2 separate regions of the Zea mays genome follow, and region 2 is linked to region 1. A link is a contact called in public Hi-C data. All regions are on one chromosome and are shown on one strand. The core of a region is the stretch at or near the end of the contact, and the rest is flanking DNA. Distances in the headings are between cores, read along the strand shown.

Region 1 (6,546 bases), core at 1,149-3,648:
ATGTGTTTTGTATTCCTTACCATACAATACCACGCCAGATATATAACAAAAGATGCAAACACGTCTCTAGTAGTAGTGCATCAAAGTTCCCAAACAATGTCTGTATAAAGAATGTGCTATGTGCTAAGCCTAATACTTGTATAGTTGTATTGAACAAGCTAGCAATGCCATTTAATTCTCAAAATTCTTAAATCTAGTTAAACCCCATTAGATCTTTCGTGATTTTTCAAATTTAAATCTTTTTTGTCCATTCTTATAGTACTTGAACTTTCATCATTTTACTAAATCTTCTTAGATTTTTAGTTGGCTATGAAAGTAAATCCCTCCTAAACCTACCTACCAAACTTCCATGTGCAAAGGATGGTATTATCCCATCAAAATAGGGTAATCTATTTGGCGAATATTCTATCAGAATAAACAAATTAAATAGTTTGTGATGAGATTCTACATCAAATAGACACTATAATTTCAGGATCATGGATGGAATTTAACAGTAGACTTTAATCAACTAGCAGAAGGTTCAGTGCAGAATTTCCTGACCAAAATTTGGTAGTCAGTAGTACGTTATTTTTCCAAACATACTCAAGTTTTGGCAATTAGAAAATAAGATTTTATCCTCAAATGTCACGAAAAAAGACAAACCATGTTGGTTTAGGCCTATTGAAATCACCTGAAACACCTTTGAAATCTGGTGTTTTCGACTCCCGCTGAACAAAAATGCATCCAAGACATTTGCTGCATAAAAATAGAACACATGTCATTTTTTCCAATTTATCTTATATTCTTATATGAAGTAAATACAAGTAAACATTCGTCCAGTTAAACTATCTACCACAAGATCATGTTATAATTTCTGGTACAAAACTTAGTGAAAATATAACTCCAAAGACAGTAGAGAATGCTAGTACCTTATGAGACCAACTAGAGGCAATCTAGCCACTGATCTCTTCAAGAAGGATAGAGATATGCAAAAGAGGCATGTCAAAATCAATATATCTTAATGGTAAAGTTTTGAGAAATCAAATAAACATAATTACATTATCACAAAAAACATTACAGTACCTTAGCAACAAAACTAGGAAAAGAGGCTGACATGTGATAAAGAATATCCACATAAGATACATGATTAGACACAATTGCCCCAGGCCTTTCGATTTCTTTAGACTGGTCCACATGGCCATCCTGAAATATTAATGAATTACGATAGCTGGAGATGACATAGACACAAATCAGCCATATATAATATTCATTCCACTCATCGTTCAACCCCCCCCCCCCCCCCAAGTAGGATTCACCTGTAGTCAGTCAGTAAAGGCTAAAACTACATTGATACTATATTCTGTTACAAATGGTGACCATGCTACACAACCACCACCAGAATTATCACATTATCATCAAATTCTGATGTCTGCAAACATTTTAGCTGCAAACAAATAGATGCAGCTCTTCCACACAAACTAATAGATGCACCGATGCACAATGACAGAGTGCACATAGTTACCATAAATTTAATCAATCCATATGCTACAGGTCCACTATCTGATCCACACAGGAAAAAAAACATGCTGCCCGCAATCAAACATCAAGGCTAATAGCTATCCTATATATTGTATCAAATACTGTTAAATATTACACTATTCAGTTCTTCCCTTGCTCACGAAATCAAGAGCAAAGAAGGCAAGCAGAAAATAAAGCAATCCGAAGCTTGCATAAAGAACTAGAACTACATCGTCACTACCTCAGCATTGGGAAGGCGGCTGTCGTACTCTCGGATCCAATAGAACCCGAAGACAAACAACATGGCGCGAGCGAGTGCGCGGCCGCACCGCACAGCCCCCGCCCGCCTCCACCCGTCCAACCGCGCGTACCCATCCCCTTCGCCGCCCTCCCGGTCCTCCTCCACCCGCAGCGTGCACACGCGGCACACGAGGTAGTAGACCACGAGTACGAGAACACCTGCCACGACACGGAGCGGGACCAGCACGACCGCGGCAAACGCCAGCCGCGCAGCCTCCGCTGCGCTCACGGGGCCGAGCCCCATCGGTCCGTACGCGTCCCGCCGCGCGTACGGTGCGTACTTCCGGTCCAGTTCCTCTATGCTCTCCAGCACCGGGGCTGCGGAGGGGGAAGGGGAGGGGGAGGACGACGAGAGGAGCGGACTGGCGGCGGCCATGTCTTCGCTGCTCATCTCACTGCCGCCCACGCTCTCCGGCTCGGACGGGGTGGTGATGCTAGCGGCTTCGTTAGGAGCCATGGCGATAAAGGCGCAGAGGAGACCCTAACCCTAGCGCTGACGCCGGATCGGCATGGTGAGGACGACGAGATGCGGATACGGTCGGTGATGACTTGTGCGACGAGGAGACGACGAGGAGACGGTGGCGGGGAGAAGGAGGATGAACCGCTGAATTTTGATCGGACGGCTGGGAAGTTAGTAACATGGTGGTGGTGATTAAGTAGAAGATATTTTAAAATTACATCGTCAACAGCAACATCAAAGTTTAATTTAAAAAGTAATTAAAGACTAAAAGACGAGACGAATTTATTAAATATAATTACATCTATATTTAATATTTATAATTGATATTCAAATATTTGATGTGACATGAACTAAGTTAGAAAAAGCAAAACACTCACCTCGATGCTGACTTCTTCGAAGACATGATGAAGATGTGCTCGTTGTTGTGGATTCACTAGAGGTGGGCTCTAATATTGATCACTTGTTCTGATTCTTAAAGGGACGCTAAAACAGGACAACATAATCAATGATAAGGAGCCTTCATTCCTTTAATCTGTCCAAGGGAGGAGGAAGATTATGAGTAGAAAATTGTTAGTATTTTATTTCAATTTCTCGTAAGGTATCAAAAACCAAGGCAACACAAGTTAAATACAAAGACCTTCGTCCTTTGATATAACACTTCTTCGGAGTGTTAGAACGAAGGATGAAAGTTTTTAGAGAGAAGCATAATGAAATAACACGAAAGAGACAATGTAGAACTTTATATAAAACTCATCTCCTATGCCTTAAAATTTTATTTCATCTCTTCTGATAAAGAAGTTTACAAGCATACCTTCGGCTGCTAGATACAGGATGGCATGAAGGTTCTTCGAAGGCTAAGTAGCACGAAGTTATGGCCCTTAAAAATGTAACTTATGCAGGGTACGAGTCACCTATTTATAGGGAAGATGAATTGTCTTTGTACAAGATTACAATCATGCCCCTTAAGGCTTTACACTCATTGTTTACAAATGATATCAGGGTAATATTGTATTTTCTCCTTTCTCCACTACGTAGGTCTTGGGCTTTGTTATATGAGAGCTCCTTTGCTAGTGGCAAACCTCTAGTCGGCTGCCTGTGAAGGCCTTATCTTACTACATTTCGTTCAACACTTTGATTTATGTGTTAAGTTAATGACTATGTGGATGCTTTGGACATCATGATGTAATAAAGTAATATTTATTTTTGCTAATATTTCAGTATTGTGTGATAATGACCAATTATGTAATCGTCGTGTACATGAATTTCTGATCCTAGCATGTACATGGTTCGCGTTTGGTTTACCTTCTAAAACCGGATGTGAGACATTCAAAACCTTTCTCCTTTCCTGAAGGTATCAGCTTCGGTTCGCACCTTCGCTACTTGAACGTATATGCGAAGCTTCTTCACATGTTCCTTCGGCCGAAGGTCACCTTTGTCCATCAATAGAAAAGCACCTGAAACACAATTACTTGCACCGACATGGAGGTTAAATGGGGACCTTCGGCACGATAGGCTCCCAACAGTAGTCCCTTGCGAAATGAGATTGTTTCTTCATAACAATCTTAGATCGCAAAATAGAAGAAATTAGGAGGCCTTATGTCGAAGGTCCGAAAACAATTCCAGATGCCTCAAGTGCCTAGAGACAAGCGAGCAGAATTCATGAGGAGCCATCCCCCAGTCTTTGCCCATTCCGCTGATCCCATGGACGTTGAAGATTGGCTGTTGAAAGTCGCCTAGAGGGGGGTGAATAGGGCGAATCTGAAATTTATAAACTTAAGCACAACTACAAGTCGGGTTAGCGTTAGAAATATAAACGAGTCCACGAGAGAGGGTGAAAACAAATCGCAAGCAAATAAAGAGTGAGACACGAGGATTTGTTTTACCGAGGTTCGGTTCTTGCAAACCTGCTCCCCGTTGAGGTGGTCACAAAGACCGGGTCTCTTTCAACCCTTTCCCTCTCTCAAACGGTCACTTAGACCGAGTGAGCTTTTCTTCTCAATCAAACAAAACACAAAGTTCCCGCAAGGACCACCACACAATTGGTGTCTCTTGCCTCGGTTACAATTGAGTTTGATCACAAGAAAGAATGAGAAAGAAAAGAAGCAATCCAAGCGCAAGAGCTCAAATGAACACAAATGTCGCTCTCTCTAGTCACTATTTGATTTGGAGTGATTCCGGACTTGGGAGAGGATTTGATCTCTTTGGTTGTGTCTAGAATTGAATGCTATAACTCTTGTAATGTGTTGAAGGTGGAAAACTTGGATGCAATTGAATGTGGGGTGGTTGGGGTATTTATAGCCCCAACCACCAAAATGTGGTCGTTGGAAGGCTGATGTCGCATGGCGCACCGGACAGTCCGGTGCGCCACCGGACACTGTCTGATGCGCTAGCCACGTCAGCCGGCCGTTGGGTTCTGACCGTTGGAGCTCTGACTGGTGGGGCCTCTGGGCTGTCCGGTGGTGCACCGGACAGGTCCTGTAGACTGTCCAGTGCGCCAACTGCGCGTGCTCTGACTCTGGCGTGCATTGAATGCGGTTGCAGTCAACCGTTGCGCGTGAAGTAGCCGTTGCTCCGCTGGCACACCGGACAGTCCGGTGTGACACCAGACACTGTCCGGTGCTTCACCGGACAGTCCGGTGAATTATAGCGGAGCGGCCTCCCATTTTCCCGAAGGTGGCAAGTTCAGCTTCGAGTTCCTTGGTGCACTAGACAATGTCCGGTGGCACACCGGACAGTCTGGTGCGCCAGACTAGGGTTCCTTTGGGTTGTCTTTTGCTCTCTTTGTTTGAACCCATTCTTGGTCTTTTTATTGGCTTATTGTGAACCTTTGGCACCTGTAAAACTTATAGACTAGAGCAAACTAGATAGTCCAATTATTTGTGTTGGGCAATTCAACCACCAAAATCAATTAGGAAAAAGGTGTAAGCCTAATTCCCTTTCAATCTCCCCCTTTTTGGTGATTGATGTCAACACAAACCAAAGCAAGTATAGAAGTGCATAATTGAACTAGTTTGCAAAATGTAAGTGCAAAGATTACTTAGAATTGAACCAATAAATATTTTCATAAGATATGCATGGATTGTTTCTTTATTTTTAACATTTTGGACCACGCTTGCACCACATGTTTTGTTTTTGCAAAATCTTTTGTAAATTTTTTTAAAGGTCCTTTTGCAAATAGTCAAAGATAAATGAATAAGATTTTGAGAAGCATTTTCAAGATTTGAAATTTTCTCCCCCTGTTTCAAATGCTTTTCCTTTGACTAGACAAAACTCCCCCTCAATAAAATCCTCCTCTTAGTGTTCAAGAGGGTTTTAGATGTTAGTTTTTGAAGAGGGTGAACCAATTTGAAATTCTATCAAAAATAGGATACCAATTGAAAAATTCATCATTTCAAAACCTTTTCTTAACTCCAAATTTTGAAAATTGGTGGCGGTGCGGTCCTTTTGCTTTGGGCTAATACTTTCTCCCCCTTTGGCATTAATCGCCAAAAACGGATACTTGAGTGAAATATAAGCCCTTTAACTAATTTATCCCCCTTTGGTGAACATAATATGAGTGAAGATTATACCAAAGTTGGAGAGTTGCTCGGAGCAATGGCGAAGGATGATTAATTTGATGGAGTGGAGTGGAAGCCTTTGTCTTCGCCGAAGACTCCTTTTCCCTTTCAATCTATGACTTGGTTTGAAATATACTTGAAAACACATTAGTCATAGCATATGATAGAGACATGAGCAAAGGTATATTAAAGAGCTATGTGTGCAAAATATCAAAAGAAATTCCTAGAATCAAGAATATTTTGCTCATGCCTAAGTTTGTTAAAGGTTTGTTCATCTAGTGGCTTGGTAAAGATATCGGCTAATTGTTCCTTGGTGTTAATATATGCAATCTCGATATCTCCCTTTTGTTGGTGATCCCTTAAGAAATGATACCGAATGGCTATGTGTTTAGTGCGGCTATGCTCAACGGGATTATCCGCCATGCGGATTGCACTCTCATTATCACATAGAAGAGGAACTTTGGTTAATTTGTAACCGTAGTCCCTAAGGGTTTGCCTCATCCAAAGCAATTGCACGCAACAATGGCCTGCGGCAATATACTTGGCTTCGGCGGTAGAAAGAGCTACGAAATTTTGCTTCTTTGAAGCCCAAGACACCAGAGACCTTCCCAAGAACTGGCAAGTCCCCGATGTGCTCTTTCTATTAATCTTACACCCTGCCCAATCGGCATCCGAATAACCAATTAAATCGAATGTGGATCCCCGAGGGTACCAAAGCCCAAACTTAGGAGT
Region 2 (6,816 bases), core at 2,572-5,071, 370 kb after region 1:
CGCGAGTTTCTCTCACACCAAATTGTCCAAGACACGAGGATGATGAGGGTTCGCAATCCCTTCACGCTTCTCACTGCGGATGTTGCAAGATTCGACCACCATTGATGCACCGAATCTACAGGTTGCCAAGAAGAATGGTGGATCTCCGTAATTGCAGCCCAAATACTCAAATCAGCCCAAATATGTCTGGTGAAGCAACATTCAGCAAACAGATGTAGTCCAGATTCTGGGCATGAGGCGCATAGGACACAGCGCGGATTATGAGGCCATCCCCTTCTTGCCAACCTGTCTGCTGTCCAAACTCTATTTTGAACAGCAAGCCAACTGAAGAATTTGCACTTTGGTGGCGCCCAAGCTCTCCAAATTATACTATTAAAATTCCTGCATGTGGAGTCATAAAATTGCGCTTGGTAGGCTGACTGAGTTGTGTACTGGCCACTCATAGTAAACTTCCACTTGATAAGGTCGGAGGTATTGTGCATTAAGCGAAGCTGATTTACCTCGCACCATAATTGACAATATTCATGTATGTGCGCGGCAAGGATTTGATAGGGTCCAAAGGATTTGAAGTTGAGCTTATGATGTGCATGGGGCATGACAGAAGCTTGGACATAGGGCTGCAGCTTGAGGTAAACACAATCATTTACTGCAAAGCTGTGTTCCGAGCGGTTGTTTTTGTCTGCTTGGCGTTTCATACGGCTTTGCGCACAAAGTAGGTGCTCATGCCTCATGAACCAATTCTTGCATTACTGAGCGCTCCCGAAGCCAGCTAGGAAGGTAGACTAGCAGTCACTATGTCATTAACAGACAAGCCAAGACATCTGGGCTGGCGGCCGTATAGAACCTCGAAGGGTGATCGACCAAGGGAGGAGTGAAAACGTGTATTATACTAGTATTCAGCCGCGGCCAACCAATCTTTTCGCTTCTTTGGACATGCACTGATAAAGCACCGGAGGAATGACTCGAGACATTGATTAACACCGTTTGGTTTGTTCGTTAGTTTGAGGATGGTACGACGAACCGTGCTAGACAGTTTGAAAAGGTGCTACCAAAACTGTCTCGTGAAGATGGGGTCTCTGTCGGAAACAATTGCCAAGGGAAGTCCATCCAGTTTGTAGACCTGTGCCATGAAGAGTTGAGCCCTGAGCTTCCAAATATGGAGGGTATATTGGAAGCACTGAGCTTCCAAATGTTAGAGGAAGCCCAGGCCGACCACCCCTATCTGGCTGGATCGCACCAGTGCGCGTCCCTACACACCCACGCCAGGTCGTCAGGTGTGCCCCCTGCCCAGTGCCCATGCACCAGGTCAACCTCTCCCACATGTGTCAGTCAAACTCTCGGTCTAACAACCAACCTCCCACGTGGGACACAAGGCATAAATTGTGGTTCTATTTTTTATGCGCAAATAGCGTAAATAGTCCACAAAAATAGCGTAAATAGTTCACAGAGATAGCGTAAAAACCCTGTCCAACCACTCGACCACGTGCACATGCGCAGTGCGTGCATGCAGATCCTATTTTTATTGTAGATCCGATAATTATGGCAGATCGTAGGAGTTTTATTGCATGTACGTAAATTTTGGATCACATTTTCATTTCCATTGCATGCATGCAAAAATTAGATGACTTCATGAATATAGGATCACTCCAACAGTCATGCAACTAGGATCGTTAGAACCAGTTTATTATATTTGCTGATATTAATTATGTTATATGATGTAGATATTTATGCAATTCGGTACACTACGTAAAAATCTTTTTCCTACTACATGTGCGTAAATTTAGGATGACAGGAATGTGCGATGAAAGGAAATTGATTGGTATGCATGGAAACAATAAAATCTTATTTTAAATGCTGCATTTTCTTACATAAATATAGGACCACTCTAACAGCCATGCAGTTAGGCTCGTTACAACCAGTTTATGATATATATTGATACTAATTATGTTACACGGTCTTGATATTTATGAAATACGGAACGCTGCACGTGGTACACTGGTATACACATCTCTAGATTCGAGCGTAAAAACCTTAAGTTTTGAGCGTAAAACCCCTCAGTTATGTCCATAAATACCGATCCATGTGAGAGAGGTTGATAACTCTAATGTGTTGTATTCAGGATCCTATTTTTTGTGATACATCCAAAAAGGGTGTCGAATGCATGCAATTTTTATTTTTATGCAGATCCAAAAATTATGGCAGACCTTGGGAGTTTTCAGTGCATGCGCGTAAATTTTTGATGATATTTTCGTTTGCACTTCACGCATGCAAAAAATATGATGACATGATCACGCGCATAAATTCTTATACAAAGTCGCATAAATATATACACCGTGTAGCATAATTGATAAAAAACATAATATCGATTCAACTAACAGCCCCTGCGGGAATTTGGGATAATTTTATGGCAGACGTAGAAATCGTATTCATCGTCGTAAAAAATCATCACTTGAATACATAAATAGTGTAAATAGCAGGCATAAAAACATAATCATTGTTGGCATAAACATGGATCAGATAGTTCGTCGCTAGAGGACGATCCTGAGGCCGCTAGATCAAAGGACGCCACCGAAGCCACCAAATCGGAGGAGTTGGTCATTGAAGGATGCTAGAGCCACCCACGCCTCGCGTTGTCGCCATCGCTGGAGACGACCGCGCCTCGCACGACCGCCGGAGCGACCCGCGTGTCCCATGGCCACCACCGCCGCTGCCGAAGCCTACCACGTCTCGCGCAACCACCGTCGCCACCCGCACTGGGGTGCGCCGCCGCTTGCCCGGCCGCCTCGAGAGCGCCGCCGCTTGCCCGCCCGCCTCGGGAGCGCCGCCGTCGCGTGATCCTGGGGGAGTGCCACCGCCGGCCCCCGGGATCGCCGCCACTCGCACGCCCGAGAGAACCACCACCGTCGCTAAAACCTAATTCCAGCGACCTGTGGGTGTTTTTATAGCCACCCGAATCTGGTTCGGCTGAACCGGATGGCACCGGGGGCCAGGACTTCATCTAGTTATTGGAAGCCTAAGACTTATAATATGTAAACTATATATATAATAATAGAGAATTTTCTTTAAATATAGAGTAAAATTCTAATATAAGAGCAACTCGAAAAGATTAGCTAAATGTACCGATTTAGCTACTCTCTAAAATAGATTTCACAAAAATAGTAGACTAATAAAACAGACTCTGTAAACCAACTGACTGAATGGTGAATGAAACATGCTATCTAAAAATAGAGAGCGAAGATGGATAAATGAAGAGGTACTAAATTTGAAAAGCAATTACATAGTTTGTGAGAGATGTTTTTCTTTTAATAGTAGCCATATTTATCTTTATAAAATGCTAGTCTATTAAAGTTGCTCTAAGGTGGTGGAAGATTTACAACCCACTTGAGTCTTGCATGAGGACTGATAGTCAAAATAACGTTAGATTTTCATAGAATTTTAACTCAGAACCTCAGTTTTAGGTCTTGTTCGGTTATTTATATTTTATGCAGATTGGATGAGATTAAAAAAATTATGAAATATTGTAAATTGTTTGAAATTTAAACCCACTTAATCACAACTAATTCATATGAATTGAGAGTAAAACAAAATCTCTTAGGCCATGTTCGTTTGATCCTAAAACTATAGGAATTGAGGGAGATTGAAAGAGATTGAAGAGGATTTTGACTTGTAGGAGATTTAATCCCTTTCAATTCATATGGATTGGCACAAAACGAACAAAGCCTTAACGGGCCTCTGCTGGGTTGAATCCGCGCCTCGTACAAAAATGGGTTTGAGAGAATGCCCCCTCGTCTATATAAACCCAACCTCGAAGATTCGTCTCTCCCGAAACCCTAGCTCACTTAACGCCGCCGCGGAGCTGCTCCGCGCCCCCGACGCCGGTAAGAAACAAGAGAGAACATCTGTCCCTCGTCTTCTTCCTGACGCGATCGTTCATCGCTCGATTTTTTTTTTGGAACCGATGGTGGAACCACAGGTGATTAGGAGCAGGAGCAAGAGGGGTTCGGAATGGCCAAGTCTAAGAACCACACGGCGCATAACCAGTCGTTCAAGGCGCACAAGAACGGCATCAAGAAGCCCAAGCGCCACCGCCAGACCTCCACCAAGGGGGTACGTGCTTCCCTTTCATTGCAGTTGTTCGCCTCTCAACATGCTAGTAGATTTGAATTCGAAAGCTACCCTTTCGCTGAAACATGATCATATTTATTATGTGGCCTGTGGCCTGTGCCCGAGTGCAAATGCAGTAGTTTTGTTTGTAGCATGCCTTGATGCTATCATTACTAGATGCTCCTATTTATACTAGTTTTCTGTTGTTCCTTCGAAATTGCCTTGCTGACTGCCGTGTTATTTTTGACGAAATATGCTGCAAATGTATTTGTTTTATGTGTCTAAGATTCATTATCATCCATTTAAGCATAGACATAAAAATCAAGAGCTAAAACGACTAATATTTTTGGATGTGAGTATTTTATTGTATTGGCGTCTTATTTTTAAAATATTACCATGACATGAATGTCTTTATATATTAATCTTGTTGCATACCTTCTGGTATCATCGAAGTTTTGCCAGCTACTTAGCTATTTTAGTTGATATTTGACTGAATTCTTATGCTACAACTGATGTTTGCCTACAGAATGAGTGCTATTGACACTTTAAATCTCAGGCTATGTACTTTGTTTGACCAAAAAAATTGTTTGCACAACAAATTAGTATGTATGATGATCTCTAGTATTATTGGTGTTTCATCTTCTGATTTCAATTGTGTGTTTTTTTAATAATTTTTTACTTATTCTTTATCTGCTGAAACATTATAATTGTTTTCTGAGGAAGGTTTAGGTAGTTTAATATTGACTATTTTTACTTGCATTTTTTTGACATAAATATTGTACTCTGCTGAAATTTCATTTTTATTTCCTGTTTGCTGTGTCTGTTTGCTTAATATGCCGTTTTGGACTGGGTTTTATGATCTATTAATGATCTCTTTTGTGTGCTTTTAGATGGACCCCAAGTTTCTGAGGAACTTGAGGTACTCAAGGAAGGGCAATAAGAAGAGTTGTGAGGCTGAGTCAGAGGAGTGAGATGATGCCTGAGTTTGTGGCGACAAATGCATCTCTTGTATCGTTAGGGTCTTAGTTGTGAACTTAATTTTCACATCTGTATGATTAAAAGAGATTCATCAATTGGTACTGAAGTGTTGTTTTTTTGTCTTGTTGCCTATCTGGAGTTTATTTAACTAAAATCATCAGTTGTGTCCTTGAGAATCGGGCACTTAATGTATCATTTTCGGTTCTCTGTGACCTGTGCTGTTATCTCCAATTTACCTGTTGATTTCTTGCCTTACACTGTCAATTTCTTGCCTCTTCATGTCGGTAGTTTGTGGCTTTGGTGACACAGCCTCCCAGTGCTAACCTGTGATGCGAGTGAACATGCTTTGCTTTCGCAATTGTCTCATGAGCTTCATCTCTGATGCCCCGTTTGGATGCTTGAATTGAATTCCATTCTAATAATATTAATTTAGTCATCTATCAATTAAGTTAATATGGTTTTAGGCAAAATATAACTGTATATTATTATTAAAAAGATGTTTGAAATATTTATGTGCTACATTTTTACTAAAGTCGATGAGTGTCCTATAAATTGCAGAGTAGAAATATATTCTACTAATACATAAAATTATTTTTCATCTTTCACCTATGATTTTAAATTATACTTATTTCTGAATTTTGAAAAGTGGTGGAATGTCAAATTTCAAGTCAAATATGTTACTTTGTTAAGTAAATTTTAATTTCTTTGAAATAAATGGATCCAAATAGCCTGAAAGGTATACTATCAAATGGCAAAGCCACATCGACTGCCTGCTCTGTTTTGCATCACAAAATCTTGATCTTAGCAGTCATATTTAAAAACACAGTAAATAAGCCCAGCGATAAGAGGCCAGCCGTGCCTGACTGTTCTGCTCAATTTCACAATCTGAAGGTGACGTCACGACTCACGACCCTGTTGCAGCTTTTTTCCTTTTCAGGTTTGTTATGCATAACCAATCTTCTTTGAAACTCAATTTTTTTCCATAGACGAGCATGTATAGCTAGGGTGAAACCTCGGAATTCAAATGGATCTATTCAGGTTTCCTTCTATTCACAAAGTTTTCCGTTTGCCTCTCCAACATTGGCTACACTGGTTTCCTTAGTTCGCTTTAGATTAAAGCTAGTTGTTTGAACTCCTGCAACTACAATCCATAAAGATAAAACACTGCAGAAGTCGATACAGATTAAATCTAAGCGAACATGTTGAATGTTTGGTCAACAACGTCGGCCAATTAACAACGTGACATGGATATGTGCTCAGCTCAGTGTGTCGGTATCATGGGTTTTGTGAACAACAACCTCTGTTTCTAGTTCCAGTTATGATCAAGCAGGAGAAGCGTGTTTATGCGGTAGCGATGCTGATGGTGCATCGTTGTCATTTTAAGACTATCTCCAGCAGCTTATTCATACTCATACCCATATTCAAACATCACTCTGCAAACAGTGCAGTCTACAGTGCATATGTTATGTATGGCCAAACCTATGTTAGGCGCAATAGGGCCAAGGCTGCCCAGGTGGGGCCCAAGGCCCGATAGCTAATAGATAAGCTCTATCTAGTTAGTTATACTTATCCAAAGTTAGTAGATAGACTTAGATCAACTCTATCTAGATAGTTATACTTATCCAAAGTTAGTAGATAGACTTGAGATAGCTCTATATATAGATCTGTAAACTCTGGAATAAAGATAAGCAGAATTCCAATCTATTCTGGCTTCGCAGAGGGAGCCAGAGTCTC

The links. A called contact is a pair of places that touch in the nucleus more often than the background predicts.
Region 2: a Hi-C map of leaf shows a contact between it and region 1, with 6 times the contacts expected there. The contact joins the promoter of LOC100281996 here to the promoter of LOC103637104 in region 1. A contact is called at or near these places in 2 of 25 Hi-C or Micro-C datasets (bundle sheath and leaf).

The regions. Positions count from the first base shown.
Region 1 is chr8:95,695,359-95,701,904 of Zm-B73-REFERENCE-NAM-5.0, forward strand. It overlaps LOC103637104 (lysophospholipid acyltransferase LPEAT1), which reads right to left and starts at 2,399. Exons shown (of 9, transcript NM_001411375.1): 1 at 1,739-2,399; 2 at 1,063-1,182; 3 at 909-946; 4 at 671-735. The coding sequence starts at 2,254.
Region 2 is chr8:96,065,572-96,072,387 of Zm-B73-REFERENCE-NAM-5.0, forward strand. LOC100281996 (60S ribosomal protein L29-like) reads left to right here and starts at 3,822. Exons shown (of 3, transcript NM_001154911.2): 1 at 3,822-3,878; 2 at 3,974-4,107; 3 at 4,995-5,294. The coding sequence starts at 4,006. The coding sequence ends at 5,075.